Linked DNA regions of Siniperca chuatsi: region 2 is linked to region 1. The links are chromatin contacts, called in public Hi-C maps. All regions are on one chromosome and are shown on one strand. The core of a region is the stretch at or near the end of the contact, and the rest is flanking DNA. Distances in the headings are between cores, read along the strand shown. Region 1 overlaps LOC122864242 (a long non-coding RNA gene). Region 2 holds the start of LOC122864243 (zinc fingers and homeoboxes protein 2-like).

Region 1 (5,661 bases), core at 1,934-4,433:
TGTAGCAAGCGATGCACCGATTGTGAAATTCTGGGCCGATACCGATGTTTATTCCCCCTTTTGTGCTGGGAAACAAAAATATTCATTATTAAAAAAAAATAACTGAACTGTCATTCCACCCTTCATCACACCATCTTTGAACGAGCATAAATTCAATCAATTTATGAAACAACCTTTAAGATAACCGTCTTTCACATGGAAAAGATGATTTTTTTGGAAAAATAACTGCTTCATAAGCATTTTTAGCTGCTTTACGACAAATATAAATAAGCCAGCGCAAAATTGATACGACAGATAAACATCAGCCACTGCCATCGGTGAACGTCATCCTTTGTGGTGACTATCGGTGCATCCCTAGTTGTAGCTCTGAATTGAATATCTGGACAAAACAAGTAAGACAGAGATGATATCACGTTAGGATTTGGGAACTTCTGGTCATTTTTTTTTTTACTATTTTCTGACATTTTGTAGACTAAATGATTGAATAGGAGACCCCCCCCACCCCCTTTTTTTAGCTTTTGCTTATAGAGCTGACATGCTTTTGTGTAAATTTAATTACCTGATAGAGACACCTGGTCTCCAAAACTCAGTCCAACCAGCGTTCAGCTTTGGTCAGGAGGAGGTCACAGGAAACACTTGGACAAATTCAGCTGGTCTAACTGTCTCTGTGCTGATCTGGAAACAGAAACAGGCTTGAGATGCTGCTCGGACTCTCTTATTTGACATAGTTTCATCTGAACTAAAAAGCCCGCAACATCAAGTTGCATTCAACAAGTGGCAAAAAATATCTGACTCTAATCTGATGAATGAATCTGTGCTACAGTGACAGTGAACCACACATGCTCGCCACCCGGTAATCACCCCAGTATTAAAAATAAATAAATAAAAAACTCCTGTCTCTGATGCTTAATGAAACCAGAGAGGAGAAATTAGATTTCTGCTCTTTAGAAGAAAGTGTAGATTACATTTTTGTCGTTCACATTCAACACCTCTGGTTGGTCGGAAACGAAAAGAAAATGTCTTCAAAATGTGATTTAAGATTAAACAGTTCAAAGTTACCAAAAAAAATTAAATAATTCCCATTGGTGATGAAGTCAAATTGCTTGTTTTACCTGACCAAAAGGTATTTAGTATACTATCATAAAACAGAGAAAAGCAGCAAGTCTTCACATCAAAGAAGCTGCAACATTGAAAAATAAAATAATAAATCAGTAAATCACGAGATGATTAATTTTCTGATCGACTAATCGCTTTAGCTAGAGATATCTGGCTCTAAGAACTGGAATTTAGTTTGTGCCGATTATCGCATTTAAACATTTCAACTGAAACACTCAAAGGTGGATTTCGATATAAAAATGTAGATTAAAAAAGCCCAAAAAGTACACAAGCTCTCTCACACGAGTACACGGATGATGTGTTATTCAGCGGTCGAATGTAACTAAGTACATTTACTTTTCTGCTGCTTTAATGCATCAATAGTATTAATACACTATACACTCAGTGGCCACTTTATTAGGCACACATGTACAGTCTAATGCAATCCAATACAGCAGATCTGTCATAAAGTCGACTTTAATGAAGCCTATAATGTTCAGTTTTAGTAGAGCTGTTAATTAAACTATGTTTTAGCATTGAGCTCATAGTTAGCGATGGTGTTGTACTGGACTGCATTATATTCAGAGCTGCTTCTAATATTCGCCCCCCCTCATGTACGCAAACGGAGGACAAAAAATTAGAAACGCCTCAATATTAAGTCATCCAGTCCAACGCCACCTTTTAACTCGACCCTCAGCGACAAACATTTACACATTTCTGACGATGTCAGCAAAAACTGAACATTGTAAACTTTGTAAAAAAGGTGGAATTTATCTGTTGTATTGAATTGCATTAGATCGTACAGGTGTACCTAATAAAGTGGCCACTGACTGTATAATGCGGAACGTAAATGATCGGCGTATAAACAGGTTCGATTCAGATGCTGGGTTTTTAGTTTTGTTTCTTAGAGTCATTTGAATCTTTATGCTTTTACAAAGACACATTAAAAACCGGGGTGGAAAGTCACTGAGTACATTTACTCCAGTATTGTACTTGAGTACAATGTTATTGGGTACTTGTACTTTACTTGAGTATTTTCATTTTATAGTACTTTTAACTTCTGCTGCTTTAATGCATCTAATAATAATAATGTGATATATAATACAACTGTCTGAAAGGTGATTATACTTCTGTACTTTAAGATTTTGAATGCAGGACTTTTACTTGTAACAGTATTTTTACTTTGTTGTATCGCTCTTATACTCACACACACACACACACACACTCCTACCGCTGGTCTAACCGTTTGCGCTCTGACCTTTGACCTCTATGCTGTGACTTGTGTGTAAATGGTGATTCTGCTCTCCTGCTGCATCACATCTGCTAAATATCTCACATGTACAACAGTTAAAAGATTTAAAAACACCTGTGTATCATTTAAAAAAAAAACATTTTTACAGAAATATTCACCTTCCTTTAAATCTCCGTCCTGTTTGAACATCTTTCATTTATTTCCCTGTAAACAGCTGCTTCGTTCCTTTTAGTGTCGATTCCCACACTGAGCCAAAATCATTAATTCAGCGCCAAGTGCGCCTGGTGACATGCTATAGAAACCAGCAGCAGCACCATAGAAACCAGTCTAACCAGTCCAGGGAACATACTGTTCTCCAGGTTCAAACCACAGCCTTTGCATGTCTCACTCCACCTTTTTACCGGTCGGTTTAACAGACTGAGCTTTACGTTTTGGGCTTTGTTTTCTTAAACTCCGTCCTGATTTGGGGTGAATTTGTCCGTGAGGTTGCCAGAGACATTTTCGGGAGCCATGTTGGGGCGTTTTGGCACGTCTGTGTGGTGAAATAAGGGGGTTTGTCTTCTTGTTGCTTCTTTTTCCAGCAGATGGCAGTGTGAGCTCAAACACCCGCCTCTCCTCCTCTACTGTAAATCATGTAAAGCTGGTTGGGGTTAGGTAATACACCATTTGTTCACAGATCTGGGCATTATCCAGCCTTCCTGGAAGTTCACTGGCTGGAAACCCGGTGCCACTCAGAGGTTTTTTTAAACCAAATTTCTCTCCTTTCTGTTGCCTCTGTTAGTGAATGAAACATCAGGGTAAAAAGGTTGATTCACGTCCTTCACAACACCCAGCTCTGCTCCATTTTGTGGCGTTGGGTCTCCCTCGAAAACACCAGTTACATGCCGCAAATGGTCTGGCAGGGGCCTCCGTGAAAACACAAGCAGACCGCCGGCCTCGCAGGAGATAAAAGTTGACTGTTTTTAGTATAAAATAAAGAGGGGAAAAAAAGACGGGAGGGGAAAGAGAGGCGGCAACTGAAGAGTTAACCTACACAAGACCCGTCTGAACCAGGGGTGGGACCTGCTCCCCTCCTAATCAGAGCAGAGAGAAAGGGATGAGGGAGGAGGGGGAGGACGAGGAAGAGAAAATTAGAGTCGACACGAGTGGTGTGACGGGACGAACAGAGGCCGTGTGAGGACAGCTGAGAACCCTTTCACTACTGACCTACTTCTACTAACACACGTGTGTGTGTGTGTGTGTGTGTGTGTGTGTGTGTCTATATGGCAGGCTGATGAGGACAAAATCTCGTGTTTAATGCTTCACACGCACTCAAAAACACACACACTCCATCTTGGCAGCACACTCTCAAAACAAGTGGTTCTATATTGAACCTTTTTAGGTTCTACTGTATATCTTGGTACATACGTATACTGTATGTAGTGGTGGAACAAGTATCACAATGTAGAAATACTCTGTTACAAGTAAAAGTCCTGCATTCAAAGTTTTATACAAAAGTATTATCAAAATATACTTTAAAGTACTGATTATTCAGAATGGCCCAATTCAGAATATATATATATATATATATATATATATATATATATATATATATATATATTCCTCTCTTCATTCTTTACATCAGTGGGAATGGTTCGTGTCCCGCCGCTGTGAGATGTAGTCCCTGCAGGCTGCTATATATAATTTGATTATAATTATTGATGCATTATGTTCATCCCTTTAATGTTGCAGCTGGTAAAAGGTGGAGCTCATTTTAATGACTTTATATTCCGCTGGGTAGCTTGTGAATTTACCCAATAAAGGGATCAATAAAGTCTCATCTTAACCTCTTATAATAATTCATACTTTATTTGTTGTTTGTTTGAATCTGCAAAGTAACTTAAGTTATCAAATAAATGTAGTGTAAGAAAATTGAAATACTCAAGTGAGGTACACGTACCTCAAAATTGTACTTAAGTACAGTACATGTACTTACTAAAATGTACTTAGTTACTTTCCACCACTGCATATTTAGGACCCCTAAACTGTTCTATACAGATCCATTTTACTGGGTTGGGTCTTAAGAACCTAAAGTACTAAAATGTTCTTTGACAGCAGATCACAGGATAAGTTTTTATCTGATTAAAAGGTCACGCTTTAGCATTTATAAGCACCACATAAACATTTAATACATTGTTTATAACACTATAATCTAGTTGTCAATAACTTGAACTTGTTGTGTAAAGCATCCATAAGTGAAAGCTGGTGTTTAAACAGACAATGAATGGCAATATAATACAGTTGTAATAATATAAAATGCAGTCCGTGGCCGTTTTATTAGGTACACCTGTACAATCTAGTGCAGTCCAATACAACAGCTCTGCCATATCGTCTATCTCTACTCAAACTTTTTGGTGACATTGTCAGAAATGTGTAAAGTGAATTATGTCTATTACTGAGGTCATAGTTATAGGTGCTGTTGTACTGGACGACATTATATTGAGGTGTTTCTAGTTTTTTTGTCCTCCCCGTTTACATACATGAGGGGGTCAGAATAATAGAAACACCTCTGAATATAATGCAGCCCAGTACAACACCATTATGACCTCAGTGCTGTTGTATTAGATTGCATTAGATTCTACAGGTGTACCTAATAAAAGTCGCCACTGTGTGTGTCTTCATAGGAGAAGGCAAGATAATTGTACATTAATAAACACTTACATGTCCTTATGTCTGCTTACAACTACACTATAATGTTATATAAACAATGTATTATATACTGCGTGAAGTGCGGTTTAATGCAGCATTTGCTCTACACAGAAGACCAAATATATTTGTTTACAGCGCAGCCAAACAAACTCACATTGTTTTAATGGAGACATCAGTCAATAATATTTCTCTAATTCGCATTTATCGCTAACCTCTGTGACAAACACATTGCGTTTCCTGTAGCTACTTCACAATAAAAGCCACCCCTTGTTTGACCAGTTGAAGTCTTTTAATGTGAAGCGGCAGTACAAAACGTTGTGTTAGCATTAGCAGTAACTTGAGTGAACAGTTAACAGTGAGATCAAATTACAAACAATAACACTGGATCACAAGCTGCATCGTTTCCCCCTCAGTCCATCGTGTGTGTGAGAAGGCAATCTGACTCCAGCGTGGGAATGGCGGACTCCGCCACTAGCAATAATAAACAATAAAAATGTATATAAAGAGGTAATTACAGAATGTAAATACATTTAATGTATATTGCTGAAATATGAATGTTTACATAAATATGACCGTGTAGTCCCTCATTCGTCCAGGAGTGTTCCGTCGTAGAAAAAGGTTTCAGT
Region 2 (5,779 bases), core at 2,724-5,223, 210 kb after region 1:
ACAGCCGTGTGTGTGTGTGTGTGTGTGTGTGTGTGTGTGTGTGTGTGTGTGTGTGTGTGTGTGCAGTCACACACAGAGTTTCTGACCAGCCCATGCTCTCCACTGACTCACCACTCACACGAAATCACCGCGACTTCACTCACTCACGCACAACATGGCACGCTGGTACTCTCTTTCCCAAACACACACCCACACACACAGCCTCTCACTATTTCATAAAGCACCAGTAGCACTGAAAATAAATGTGTGTATGAATGTGTGTGTGTGTGTGTGTGAGTGAAATAAAAGCAAAAGCGAACGAGTGGAGAAAATAAAAAGTCTGAATATGTGTGTGTGCAAGATGCAGCTGTAATGCATGCTTTCTGCATGTGTGTGTGTGTGTGTGCATGAGTGAAATAAATAGCAATTTGACAGAGCAACATAGCGTGTGTGTGGCGTTCGCTGTCGCATAGTGTGTGTATGTGTGTGTGCTTGTTCCAGCTCGTATAGCTGCCATAAACCCTCATGACTGAATGCCACGGAGGACAACACAAACCCAGAATGGGGTCCATTTCACTCGCCACAAATAATAAAAAAAACATGCGTCAAGCAGCAATTTTCAGTGATAAAAACCAATGATGTGAACAGTCTAAACAGTGAAATAAAAGCTTACTACAGTTGCAGAGTGTGTGTGTGTGTGTGTGTGTGTGTGTGTGTGTGTGTGTGTGTGTGGGGGGGAGGGGGTTGTGGATTGGGGTGACAGGTCAGGTGGCAAGAGCAAATTACAGCTGCACTTCCTAGAAACTGGCAAAATGTGTGTGAGTGTGTGTCAAGGAAATAGCAGCGTGTCAGAGCAGAAAGAGTAAAAGCGAGAATATGTGTAGAAGTCTCCAAGCGAGGAAGGGAAAGCGCACGAGAGCGCTCTGTGTGTGTACGTGTGTGTGTGTGTGTGTGTGTGTGTGTGTTGGCGTTTGTGACAAATAAATAGCAGCCAGAGAGTTGCGAGTGTGCTCTGATTCGGAGACTGGCAGCATGACTGACTGATCCCTGCATCCATATCATAGGATTAAAAAGCCTGACACGGCGGCGATACAATAGAGGCAAAATATGAGACAAAAAAAGTCGGTCAATGGAAAAGGAAATGTGATTATGAACCAGAACAGGCGAGAGGGAGATAATATTAAAAAATCTGACACACTTTCAACAAGAGCCATACAGTGGAGCGGCTGGGAGGAGGTGGATGTTAATGCTGTCACCGGGCAGTATAGAGGAAGGAGGAAGAGGAGGAGCTGCTGCCAAATATGAGCCTCTCCAGTGTTTTCCAAGAGCCAAGACACACTTCAGTCACACTGTCAGGGATGTGGTGGAGGGTAAAACCTGCCCAAATTCAGTTTACACACCTGTTCTTCTAAGCCTGACAGAAATCTTCCCTCTGTATGTCCTTCAAACTAGAATCAAACTGAGAGAGTCACAGGAGGACAGCAAGGAAAGCACAAAAACCAAACAAAAGTAGGGATTTTGGTTGAGAAGACTTGTCTGACGGAGGGGGAGGGGGTCACAGGTCACCAGGCTTTTTTTTCGTGTGCCACCGCATCACCGCATGCATATGGCCTGAACCGGCTCGCGAGGCACACCTAATTATTCATGATTTTATGTAACAAGATTTGGGTAGAAAATGAGGTCAGAGAACATTACTGAGAAGGAAGTGGATGAAATTGGAAAAGGGGAAAAGTTTGATCATGAGAAAAGAGCTCCCACACTGTATACACAGATAATATACCTTACCAGTTAAGAGACACGCGTTTCCGTATGCACAATCTGGATCAACACACCATATAAACCAGTTTGTCCTTATAAACAGTTAGCCTAAAAACTAAAATGTAAAAAGCTGCTTTTAAATACAACCCCATTAACAAAACTGCCAATAGTCAACAATTCATTAAATTCAGCCTCCATGCACACTGGTTTCCATATAAACCAGTTGAAACCAGTCTAAGATTTGGGTAACTGACAGTCTTTTTTTTTTTTTTATAAACCAGTTAGAAACCACACTGCCACACACACTGACAGTCTTGACTGTTTAAAAAACAGAGTACTGTACATACTGGCAGCCTATTTCTGCATAAACCAGTAGAAAACCAGTCTGCCATTAACTGGCATGAAGTCAACGTCTGCTCACCGAACAGGCAACCAGTCCTTCTCTGAACCACATCTACACAGTTCGTTTGTGTAACATTAAACGACTTAATTAACATAATTCAACAAATTTAATCGACTTATTTGTCTCCATAGAAACCCGTCAAAGGCGTAAAAATCACAAACCAACGGTCCGTTTCGACGTAAAACAGTTTAATATCAAACTAATCGGCAGTTCGTTGCAACCACCGTACAGTATGTACGCGCCAACGGTCCGTATCTATACAAAACAGGCATAACAGCGACTCTTAACGTTAAAGACAGTTCGTTTAAATACATAAACCAGTTGAAAATCTAGCACCCATTATTATCTGCCGGTCCGTTTCTCTAAAAACCAGTTAAAAACCAGTGTGGCGTTAGCGGCCAGTCTGTTCCTATACAGCCCGCTGACGGCGGCTTCACCTCAGATGACCCATCCAGCCAGACTGGCTGTCTGCTAGCTAGCCCCGTTTGAACCTAACATACAGCGGGGCAGCAACAACACTTGAACCGACACTACAAAACAAAACTGTCACTCGCTCTACCGTCACCGTGTCACGGAAAAACACACCGGGATTATTTTCTACTTGGCTCGGCGGAGTAACGCTAACTCGGATGGGAAGGAGGGGAAGAGGGAGCCAGCCAAAACAAATGCATTTCCCGACATGAAAGCATAACATCCAGAGACGGGCAGCCACGTTTCGTGCTGCTGCGAGCGGGGAAAGGCTAAAGCTAAAGCACTTAGCTTCACCGGGTTGGCCAGTCATTGACAGGGGCTAACTGGCTAGCGGCTAGCTCCGATGGCTAATAAATTTATTATGTGCACTTTCACCGGGGGTGGAGGGGGACGGCAAAAGTTGGCTACCAAAAAAAACAACGCGAACCGGATGACATTCACTTGTCTGACAACTATCCTCAAATATAACCCGAGACCAGTCGCACAGCCACTAAAGTTGCCCGACAGCCAGGTGTCTAACTGTTTTAATTCTAGTTTGGCTGCCGTGGAGGTTTGCTGGGTGATAGCAAGGTGATTCCCACTCTGAGAGCCTGTGATGGAGGGGACGGACGGACGGTCGGTCGCTAGCAGCAGCAGCAGCCTGGGCAGAGACAGCCAGGCGGCTAGTCTGGCTGCAACCAAGCCGTCTTTAATAACTTCACTTTTGCGGTCACTTTGGTCAAAATGTATCTACAGGAGTTAAATAAATAAGAAGTTTCCCTTGTGTCCTACCTGTGTGGAGTCTTTGGGTGCAGGGTGCGACAGCCTGGAAGTTGATTATTCCCAGATATCCAGAGTGGTGCGGTGCGGGGCGCATATAGCTAGCGCTGGGTACAGTAAAGATTGTAGCATAGCTAACCTAAAGACAACAGTAGAGAGGAGAAAAAAAAAAAACCTCCTCGTTGCTCATAGGGGGGATCGACGACAAAAACCACATGATCTTTTACGTCAGCATATATTTGCATAGGATGCCAAATTTATGTTTCGCGTCCAGGTGACGTGAAAATGTACAGAAAAGTTTGCTTATGGCGCAGACGGGCGCTGGCACGGCTGCTCGGGTTGCGGTGGAGAGGCGCAGGCATGTTGCAGCCACGCACCTCTGTCCCCCTCCTGCAGCCCTCATCCGCACCGGTCTGCTGTTTCGTGACTTACAGCACGGATGGCTGTTACTAAACATCACTATAACCGTGCTGTATATCCATGTAGGAACTTCCAGCACACCAGCGGTGCTCGATATGCAGTTTATAATGACTTTATGCGACGCAAAGCCACTTTTACCTGCAGTTGTATCATCACGCTGCCTCTGCAACAGTCCTGATGAAACTTATAGTTTTGCTCTGATGTATAGTATCCTCTTTTTTTGTTTTATAATGTCTAACTATAATTTCTTAAAGCCCGTTATAGTCAAATGTTTGCAAAAGCTCACATTCCTGTGTATAATGTATATAAAATGTATGATGTTATTTAAAAAAAAAAAAAAAAAAACATATGAAAATGCCAGTGTGCTGATTTTCTTAGAACACCTGTTTGATCCTGGAGCTGACCTCACAAACAGCAGCCTGCCCTGCTGCAGCAGCATCACACCCGTGTTAAATCAGCATCTGAAGAAATCTAGAAATCTAGTTCTGGTGGGAAAGAAAGAGGTGTGGAAGTTCAGTCCCCCGTGCGCCAGATTGCTGTCTGCATTTAATCAGGCTGATGTATTTTTGATAAATGGGCTTGTAGCTGATCAGATGCATTAAATGTAGAAACATCCCCACACAGGTCTGTGAAAAGACGACGGAGAGCGACACCTACAGGGGGATCTGAGAGCTGCACCCTGCCTGGTGGTCATGCTGTGATTCTTTACTTTGTGTTTATGGTGTAATATGTTCGGTTTGAGTGATTTCAAGAGCAGCAGTGGAAGCTGATTCAGTGACCTTTGACATCTGTGGTGAAATGTGCGTGTTCGCAACAAGATGAGCGGGGAAAAACGAGCTCCTAATCATCATGTGATTGATCACCACTTCTTTCTTTTTTTTATTTGCCTTTACCAAGTCACTTAAACATTTTATTTTTTAAACGTTGATTAGATTGTGACGCAGCATTTAGTCAAAATCCGAATATGTTTAAGTCTTTAGATTCAAAGATATATATATATATATATATATGTATATTAAAAGCAGTGTGACTTCTCATTCATCTCTACAGGTAAATAATTAATACTTTTTTCTCCACGAGGTCAGAGGTCAAGTGTAAAGCAGCAGCAGCAGCAGCCCTTGAATCCCTGCTGCTGATTTGTTTGTTTGACTCCCTCTTATCTATTTTACCGTTTCCTTAAACTATTTTAATGGTTTCATTATTACATTTTCATTTCTCGTGTGCATTGGTCTCAGCTTGTCAGTCATCTGTAAAGCACTTTTCACCTGTACGAAAGGTGCTATACAAATAAAGTTTGATTGATTCGGTTTAGTGATTTAGTGTGGTGTTGATGGCCACTGCAGGAGGCCTGTGTTGTTTCTGGTGTTTTGGTAATCAGTGTTGGTTTATTAGGATGGGAGCAGTATAATTTCCATGTTTTTATGGATGAGTACATTGAACCTTGAGCAGTAGACCAGGCAGCTTTCCAGGTGGTTTCAGATTATCTTGTGTTAAAGAATCACAACATGACCTGGTCTGAACTCCTGTTGTTCCCCTAAAACTTGTTAAAATATCGTGTGTCAGCCAGCTTCTTATAATTGACCCTCCTTCTGCAGCAGTCAGGAGTTTATTCAAAGTCAAATGCACTCAGGAAACAGCTTATTAAGTAAACTGCTTATTTTGAAACATCTGAAAACACACCGTCTTTGGGCTCAGACACACAGGGACAAGCTGGAGAAAATAATACACAGCCTTCGAAACAGAAATGACGCCACAGCCAGAGTCATCTTTGCAGAAGAGTTGTCTGCAACTGGAAGCTCTTGCCAGTGTCTCCAGAATACACAATCAGGTAATGTTGCCAGGCAAGAGTGCCAGCTCTAGCCAATAAGCAGAGTTTTGGCCAACATTGCTTAGCAACAAAAGTTAAAAACTGAACCACTCAAGGCTTAAAATAGTCTTTAAAATAGTAATCAAGAGCCGACAGTGTCACAAATGTCTGCAGATAAAACG

Evidence for each region. A called contact is a pair of places that touch in the nucleus more often than the background predicts.
Region 2: a Hi-C map of liver shows a contact between it and region 1, with 4 times the contacts expected there. The contact joins the promoter of LOC122864243 here to the enhancer-like site in region 1. A contact is called at or near these places in 2 of 3 Hi-C or Micro-C datasets (liver and skeletal muscle).

What each region holds. Positions count from the first base shown.
Region 1 is chrLG17:2,623,443-2,629,103 of ASM2008510v1, forward strand. It overlaps LOC122864242 (a long non-coding RNA gene), which reads right to left. Exons shown (of 6, transcript XR_006375181.1): 6 at 4,250-5,506. Among protein-coding and RNA genes, the nearest start is that of LOC122864241, 17 kb to the left of the region's middle. Within about 2 kb of position 3,184, the one cell type or tissue checked has an H3K27ac peak away from gene starts, as active enhancers do. A contact at or near this core is called in liver, where this site is marked.
Region 2 is chrLG17:2,834,879-2,840,657 of ASM2008510v1, forward strand. It overlaps LOC122864243 (zinc fingers and homeoboxes protein 2-like), which reads right to left and starts at 3,974. Exons shown (of 4, transcript XM_044171511.1): 1 at 3,383-3,974.